Regions from separate parts of the Mus musculus genome. Here region 1 is linked to region 2. The links are chromatin contacts, called in public HiChIP or PLAC-seq maps. All regions are on one chromosome and are shown on one strand. Each heading gives the region's core, a stretch centred on a gene start, on an enhancer-like site or on the middle of the called end of the contact. The rest is flanking DNA. Distances are from core to core; before and after follow the strand shown. Region 1 holds the start of Vps53 (VPS53 GARP complex subunit). Region 2 holds the start of Hic1 (hypermethylated in cancer 1).

Region 1 (4,527 bases), core at 1,138-3,637, 1.0 Mb before region 2:
CAAAGCTCATGTACAGCACTGGAAACCGGAAACGGCTAATCTCACTGCATGCAAATTCTATCTAATTTAAAATAGAAAAATAAGGCACGATAAAACTGCACATTCCTGTTCCTTCAAGAATGATACACATGCTTTCCTCTCTCTCTCTCTCTCTCTCTCTCTCTCTCTCTCCTCTCACTCTACCCCGCTTTCACCTTTCAGCTTTACCTTATTTTTATCTCTTAATTCTTCGTGTATGGGTGTTTTGCCTGTATGTATATGTGTAGACCGTGTGCATGCCTGGTGTCCAAGGAAGCTATAAAAGGGTGCTGGCTCCCTTGGAACTGGAGTTACAGACTGATGTAAGCCACCATGTGGGTGCTGGGAATTGAATCCAGGTCGTCCGGGAGATCAGCCAGTGCTCTTAACTGCTGAGCCATCTCTCTGTCCCCTTTATTTTTAAATTATGTATATGTGCATCTTGTGTGTGGGTGTTCCTGGAGGGGATGTCTGATGCCTTGGAGCTGGAGTTCCACGGTGGCCAGCTGCTCAATGAAGGTGCTGGAAACTGAACTTAAGTCCTGGATCCTCTGGAAGAACAACAAGCATCTTTAATGGCTCAGCTATCTTGCCAGCCTTTGTTTTTTGATTTTTAAGACAGAATTTCATTACATAGTCCAGCTAGCCTCAAACTCTCCATCTTTCTGCTTCAGGTCCCAGAATCCTGGTATTTATAGGCATGTGCCACCACATCCAGACAGCACCTATGGTTTCTGATAATAAAAGTACCATATGGAGAAAAAAAAAAAAAAAAGCTGGGCAGTGGTGGCGCATGCCTTTAGTCCCAGCACTTGGGAGGCAGAGGCAGGCAGATTTCTGAGTTCGAGGCCAGCCTGGTCTACAGAGTGAGTTCCAGGACAGCCAAGGCTACACAGAGAAACCCTGTCTTGAAAAACAAACAAACAAACAAACAAACACAAAAAAAAGTACCATATGTTGATTGTAGATGTGTGGGAAAATAAAGAAAAAATATATTTCCCTGTCATTTGCTTTTGGTTGAGACAGTACATTTTCCTTATCCACCTACTCTTCACCTTCCAAGTGTTGGGATTATAGGCTTGTACCATCACACCCAGCCAATTTTGCTCTCAGAAATAAATATTCTGCTTTCTGAAATACACTGTGCATATATCGCTATGTCATTAAATAATTGTCAAAATAATACTTTTATGAGTCAATAATATATGTGTGGAGGTTAGAGGGTAACTTGTGGAAGTTAGAACTCTCTTATCAACATGTGGGTTCGATGGATGAATTCAAGCATCAGGCTTGAGGGCAAATGCTCTACTGGCTGAGCCATCTTGATGTCTCTCACAGTCCTCCTGCAATTATATTTTAAAGCATTCTTTTGTTGCTGTTGCTAAAACTTATACTACTCACACATTTTTGGGGGGCAAACTAAAACAACAATAAAATTCCATTCCTAAAACTATAATGTTTTTTAAAAACTAAAAAAAAAAAAGCAAATTATATTATTCCTGAAGCAATTTTTATAAAACTATATGTACGGAAAAAAAAAAAAAAGTTCAGCAGGGCCAGATACTCCTCTGTCGAGGTTTTCACAATGTTGAACTGGTAAGGCAACCCTTCCCTTGGCTGCAATTCCATCATTGTTCCAGTGCCTGCTGGAAAAGCGGTTCCACAGGGCTATCTGGCTCCTCTTTTTGTAATGTACGCGGCTAAACACCCTAACATTTCCTGTACTACCTGCCTAAGTTTGCATAATACTTCCATATTTAATGTCACCCCATCTAACGTAGTGTAAGCAGGGCAGATGGGAATACTTTGTTCAAGATCATAAGGTTATCAAGGGTGTAAATAAGGATGTACAGCCCGGACATTCGGTCTCAAAAACCAAACACTTCCCAGCGTTGGGTCGCTTTTCTCCTTACTCCCCACCCTAGCGAGGAGGCTTCAGACAATTCTGCCCAGTAGATCCTTATCTAAGGAGCAGAAGCTCTCCCAAACCTCAAATGTCTTTGGCAACACTGCCACTTACCAGCTGGGGTCATTTCACTCCCGATGGCAGGGGGACACAGACTGCCCTAGACCAAGGGGATCCAGCGAGCGGGTTGCACGTTGGCTTCATGGCCAGCGGGGCTTATTGCCCATCCATTGGGACACTGCCGTGGCTACCGCTCTCTGGGGCGCCCGGGCGACACTACGGCGCTGGTGGGGGATGCGCCCTGGGCGAAGAAGAGAGGGCTTTCAATCTTAAGAACCCGCCGCGTGCGAACAGGGAACTTGAGGTTAAGGGTTGTCTGGAGATTTTCCAGGGACTTGACAGCCATGCCTGCGGAAGTCAGTCCTCCGCTATCCCAGAGTCCCCCGGTTCCCGGAAGTGCCCAGTTCTCCGGAAGTGCCAGGCTAGCCGAGTAAGTAGCGGCTCCCTCGAGCCCCGTACCTGGAGGCTTGCTCTTCTGGGGTCCTGGTGACAGACAGGTCGCGAGCAGGATTGGAGAGGGCGTCGGGGGCTGAGCGGCGGGATGATGGAGGAGGAGGAACTGGAGTTTGTGGAGGAGCTGGAGGCTGTGCTGCAGCTCACGCCAGAGGTGCAACTCGCCATCGAGCAGGTGAGCGCTCCACCCCCTCGGGAGGAAGCTGCGGTGGAAGGGGCAGCTCTAGGCCAGGGTCGAATCTCCCCTGCTAGGCTGGAAAGGTGGCGGTTCTTATGCTGAGCGGAAGTCTGGATGGTGGTAAAGGTGGGGATGGGTTTTTCAGCCTGGGGACCGAACACGTCTTCTCTAGGCTCTGTGTTTCCGAGGTTGTTACGCCCTGCTGAGTTTGGGCCGAGCTGTCCTCTTTGACAGGATAAACCTAGAGGGAGCCCCGTGACTAGAGAATTCGGATTATGGTTGATTTTAAGACTCTATTCATTTTCCAGCTAGTGCGGCTTCTTCCATTTCTCTGGTTAAACTCTTGGAGTGGTTTGGAATTGGCAGTGGGATACTTCCATTGCGGAAACGAATGACAGAATAGGGTTGTGGGGCGGCATACTGGAAAATGACCCTTGTGCTGGTGTGCGCGTGCGCGCGCACTTGACACTCGCTGGAGTCATCTGGGAAAAGGAAGCCTCAGTTGAGAATTGCTTCCATCAGATTGGCCCACGGGCAATCTGTGGGGGCATTTTCTTGGTTGATGCTGTAGAATGGCCCAGCCCACTGTGGGAGGTACCACCCCTGGGCAGCAGGTTCTGGATTGTATAGAAAAGCAAGCTGAGCAAGCCATGGAAAGCAAGCCAGTAAGTAACATTCCTTCGTGATTTCTGCTCCATTTCCTGGCTTGGCTTCACCTGATGACGACATACTATAACCTGTAATCCAAATAAATTATTTACTTTACAAGTTGTTTTTGGTCATGCTGTGTTATCACAGCAATGTAAAGCAAACTAAGACAAATCTGTACCATAACTAAAAGACTGAGGGCTAGTGAGATAGTTCAGTGGGTAAAGGCACTGTGCCACCAAGCCTGCTGACCTGAGTCTCTTCCCCAGGATCCTCAAAATAGAGGGAGAAAACTACTCCTGGACAAAACACACATACACATGCACACGTCTCCCCAACCTCTGGTCTACAAAGTGAGTTCCAGGACAGCCAGGGATACACAGAGAAACCTGTCTTGAAAAACAAAAAAATAAAGTATTAATGGTCCATATATGCTAATTATTAGTAGTAGAATTATTTTACTTGGGCTACCTTCCCAATAGCCATTAAATGAGACACACTCTTTCTTTCCTTTCTTTTTTATTAGTATTGGAGGTTGAACAAATCCTTGGCACATGAGATAAGTGTCTTACCACAAAGCAATATCCATAGCTCCTAATGTGCTTCTTCTTACACTATAACCCCATGTCAGTTCCCTTAAGGAAGATCTTTCTCCCTCTATCAACAAAACCTTACAAAAACCTACACAGTTACTTCTAATATTATGACCATACATCTTAATATAGTTGACAGGAGACTTTAGTCAACAAAAAACTTCTTGTTGGGAAGAGAAGACTCTTAGGGATATTCTTTTTTTTTTTTTTTTAAAGATTTATTTATTATATGTAAGTACACTGTAGCTGTCTTCAGACACTCCAGAAGAGGGCGTCAGATCATGTTACAGATGGTTGTGAGCCACCATGTGGTTGCTGGGATTTGAACTTCGGACCTTCGGAAGAGCAGTCGGGTGCTCTTACCCACTGAGCCATTTCACCAGCCCCCAGGGATATTCTTTAGTGTCACCCAAATTGCAAAAATTCTCAACTTTGGGCTGGAGAGATGGCTCAGCGGTTAAGAGCACTGACTGCTCTTCCAGAGGTCCTGAGTTCAATTCCCAGCAACCACATGGTGGCTCACAACCACCTGTAATGTGTAATGTGGTCTGATGCCTTCTTCTGGTGTGTGTGAAGAGAACTACAGTGTACTCATATACATAAAACAAATAAATCTTTTTAAAAAATTCTCAACCTTTTAAGATTTGTACTGTATTTTTGTGTATGTGACC
Region 2 (4,053 bases), core at 67-2,566:
CTCCTTTCTAAAGGAGTCAGAATAGACTAAAGGCAAATACGATATGGAACAGGTCCTCCAAAACAGCCCGATTCTGTCTCCGGGCTCTAAATGGGGTCGTCATGCGTTCACGGAGAGGAGGAAGCTGCACCAGGATGACCAGAGGAGCTCAGGAAGAAGGGGAAAGCAAAGTTAAGAGGAGGGGCATGGTGGTGCGCATCCTTGTACGTGGGAAGTAGACGCCTTTGTGAGTTCGAGGCTAGCCGTAGACTTGAAACTGTGGTGGTGGTGGTGGTGGGGCGTGGAGGAGAGGAGAGGAGAGAAGGGGAGGGGAGGGGAGGGGAGTACACAGTGAAACTTGGGCAAGGTTTATGTGGTTGGCCCCATAGCGATACAACAAGGGCTTGAGTCGGTGGAGAGGGATAGAACAAGAAGGAACTGAAGACCCAGCCGACCTCCTTATGGGTCAACCAGCGGATAAACTCCATTGTGTAAAACACATACAGAGCTTTCTCTCCAGACTCGCACGATCTAACCCCATTAAAAGGAGAAAACATTTAAAACAGAGACATCAGAGACACCCTTGCTTGTGGGAGAACTCAGAGTTGTCAAAACTCATCCCTAAGAGCACTTCTGGGGAGCCTTCTTATCCTCAAACGCTCCGTTACACTTCCGCTTCAGCCCCAAGGCGTATCCCTCGACAGAGATACCAAGGTACCTCTTCACTTCTCCTAGAGCTCAGAAATTGTGGAGTCCACCGTGGGACTGCAGTGTTTGTCTTGTATGGACACTGTACGGAGATACGAAGTAGTAAGTGGATTAGATGGAGGCGGAGCACACTGTCGCGGAAACCTGGTGAGCCTTGAAGACTCTTTGGACCAGAAGCCTAGGCCAGGCATAGAAGTCTCCTGCCAAAGAAACGCAGCCTCTAGGAGGCGCCCAAGACCTTGGTGTCTCACTGGTACAGCTAGAGGCCCGGCCGGCTGCCCCGGGCGAGTGACTCAGCCACTACCTCAAGCGGGGGAGTGGGGGCTCGAAGACAGCGTGGGGTGCGGCGAGCGTAGCCCCCACCCGCCCTGCGCCCCGCGCGGTTGCTAAGCTCTCCAAGGCCTCTGAGAGATGAGATCCCGGGAACCTCATTGGTTACCATAGTAACTCTGAGCCCCAGCCTCTCCGGCTTGGCCACGGAGGATGGCGCAGCCAATAAGAAGCTGTGGGCGGTTTGGGGGGACCCCCCCTATAGCGTGGGCGGGGGTCAGGAGGTGCGGGGAAGAGGCGGAGCGTGGGCCACGGAGGCGCGGTGCTTGCAACGGTGCTTATGCCTCCGCCCCGCTATGCAGGGACATTTCCGGTGAGCACCCAAGAGCTGGTGCACGCTCCCCTCCCTCCTAAAAGAGGAGTCACCAACATGAATGAGCTCTCCCTTGTGTGGCGTGTAGGATCTTTTTTTGAGGGGGTCTCAAGCCGCCCGTTCTCGTGATATCTCTCGAATGGTGTATTGGGGGGGGGCAAACTAAGATCCCTCAAAACTGCTTAGATGGGGGATTGGGGACTTGAGGGGCACGTCGCAAGGGGGCTCTGTCCAGCTATTTCCAATGGAGGGCTCTAGGGTCCTTCTGGAGACCCGCAAGTTCGGGGAGGGCTCTTTGGTAGGACCTCTACCCCGTTTCACGTAGTAGCCTCCGCAGTAGCCCAAGAAGTTGGGACTCCGGGAGGGGGTGGGCGGTCTGTGTAAACATGGCGCGCCCTTGTCACTGCTTGGACAGAGTTTGAGTGTGGACGGTTTATGATGTGCATACTGATAACATGTGTCTGAGGGAGAGTTGGAATGTGTCTCTCTCCACTGAGTCCAAGTGAATAATGGTGTTCAGAAATGTCTAATAAAAGCCGCCCCGCTCCTGCTCCGAACGTATGTACCTTCATCTCACTTAGGATTTCTAAGCTCGCCCTCTCACAGAATACTGTTCGTAGTGTTCCACCCCAACCCCTTTTCTAAGATAGGGTCTCAGGTAGTAGAGGCTGACCTTGAACTCCTGGTCCTCTTGCTTCCAACTCCTGGGTGCTATGCTAGGATGATTACAAGAATGCGCCACCATCCCTGGCTTAAGAGTTCCTCATTTGAAGACAGAACCTTCCCCTCCCCCCCCCCGAATTGGCGCGATATAACATATAAATATGTACTCGGGAGCACTCAGCACAAAACCCCCAGGTTTATGGGACTCCCAGGTCCGATATCTGAGTCTCCAGGTGGGCACATCTGGAAGCGCGCGAACCTGCAAGATCTGCTCAGCTCCGCATCTGCAAGCCTCTTGGCCCAGGTGTGCGCCAGAGGTCGCAGCCCAGCCGCACACAGTCCCCGCGTGGCCGCGAGGTGGCGCCATGGCCGCGGCAGCGTCTGCCGGTTCGGGCCGCTCCAGATAAGAGTGTGCGGAAAGCGCGGAGGGGCTGAGACGCGACCAGGACGCGGGGAGGACGGACCGGCAAGACAGACCGACCGGGGGCCCGGCGGGCGGAGGGCAGCGCACTGCAGCCACGTCCCCCCCTGGATCCGCCGGCAGCCGGGCCCGGGGCTTCCGACATGCCCCCCAGGTGGGTCCTCGAGTTGGCGACAGGGAAGGGCAAGGGACCCGGGACAATCTGGTCCTCGTGCGCCGGCTACCTCGGGAGCATCCTCAGGCGTGGGCGCCCGGGTCGCGGCTGGCGTTTGGGGCTCTAAGTGTCTTCCCTAGAGGACTCGGGACGGCTGGGCCGCTGCTCGGCGCCGGGTTCACGGCGGGGTCAGCGGCCCGGGGCCGGCTCTGCCCGCACATGGGCTGGGGAGGAGAGGGGAAGGCAAGGGGAGCCGGCGGGCGGGGCTGGCAGGGGCGCTGCCCTGGCACAGCTCGGCGCCTGGCAGCGGGGCGGGTGGGGCGCAGGCTAGGAGCTGCCACCGCCTCAGGGAGGGAAGCCGGGCTGGGCGGCCGCCGCAGGTAACGGGCCGGCGAGGCCCTGCGGGCCAGGCGGGGAACAGGGGCGGGCGTGCTCGCCGGAGGGCAGGGCGGCTTTAGATTTGGTGTGGGTCCCCACTGCCACCAGGCTGCTGAAATTGGGGGCCCAGAGGAGGAACTGGGGGCCAGGGAGGGGGGCTGGGGCCGGCGCGCTCCTCCCGCCCTGTCTGAAGTTGGGAAAGTTTTCCCCGAAGTTTGAGGCGGCAGAGTTTCGGGGGAGACGGGGCGGAGGGGAGCTGGGGAAGAGATGTGGAGCCGAGGCCCCGGCTGGGTCCAGAACGCGGGTGGGGCGCAGGCCAGGGTCAGGGCCGCAGCCGGCTGTGCGCCGTGCCCGCCCGGGGCGCTGCCCCCTCCCTCCCCTGGGAGCTGCGTGGCTCCCCCCTCCCCCCCACCTGCTTCCTGCCTCAGCCTCCTGCCCCGATATAACGCCCTCCCCGCGCCGGGGCCCGGCCTTCGCGCTCTGCCCGCCACCGCAGCCACTGTCTCCGCTCCCCGGGCCGGGCCGGCCGGCCCTAACGAAGGCCTGACAGCCCCGGGCCAGGGCGGTGCCTCGATGGGCATCTTGCTCCCGTCTTCCTTATCACTTCCCCTAACCGGGGCAACTTCTTTCGAGGCGGGAGGCGCTTCTAACTCGGCTCCTTGTCTCCCCACTTGGGCAAACTTCTCGGCCCTGAATGACTTTTCCTGAAGCGGACATTTTACTTAAATCGGGTAATTGTCTCCGAAAGGGTCATTTCGCCCTAAACAGATTTCTCCCTGGAAGTTCCCAGGACCCAGCCTGAGTGCCCAGGAGCATCTGGGGCTGGAACAGATAGGCTAACCTGGCCTACTCTCCATCCACAGCCTTTCTCCTCCTGCACCTTCTGTCTGGGGCCGGCGGGCCTAGGCTTCCACTCCCGGAGGCCGCTGATCCTCCTCGGCTACTGTTCAGGCCGTGGTGCTCCATGCCCCTGATCAGCTGAGGGGAAGGGGAAGCGGAGGGGAACCGACTGGGTTGGGTACAAGAGGCCAGGGCACCGCACTGCGTAGCTCTTACCCAGCTGGTGTGTGTCTCCCGCAGGAGAGTGTGCTGGGCAGACGATGCTGG

The links. HiChIP or PLAC-seq counts read pairs in DNA pulled down with a chosen protein or histone mark.
Region 1: a contact with region 2 is called in a FOXA1 HiChIP or PLAC-seq map of pancreatic cancer cells. The contact joins the promoter of Vps53 here to the promoter of Hic1 in region 2. A contact is called at or near these places in 1 of 39 promoter capture datasets (pre-B cells) and 1 of 115 datasets of contacts at active chromatin or transcription factors (pancreatic cancer cells).

Annotation. Positions count from the first base shown.
Region 1 is chr11:76,177,498-76,182,024 of GRCm38.p6, reverse strand. It overlaps Vps53 (VPS53 GARP complex subunit), which reads left to right and starts at 2,387. Exons shown (of 22, transcript NM_026664.4): 1 at 2,387-2,612. The coding sequence starts at 2,526. It also overlaps a transcript of Tlcd3a not described here.
Region 2 is chr11:75,167,518-75,171,570 of GRCm38.p6, reverse strand. It overlaps Hic1 (hypermethylated in cancer 1), which reads left to right and starts at 1,316. Exons shown (of 2, transcript NM_010430.2): 1 at 1,316-2,568; 2 at 4,027-4,053. The coding sequence starts at 2,052.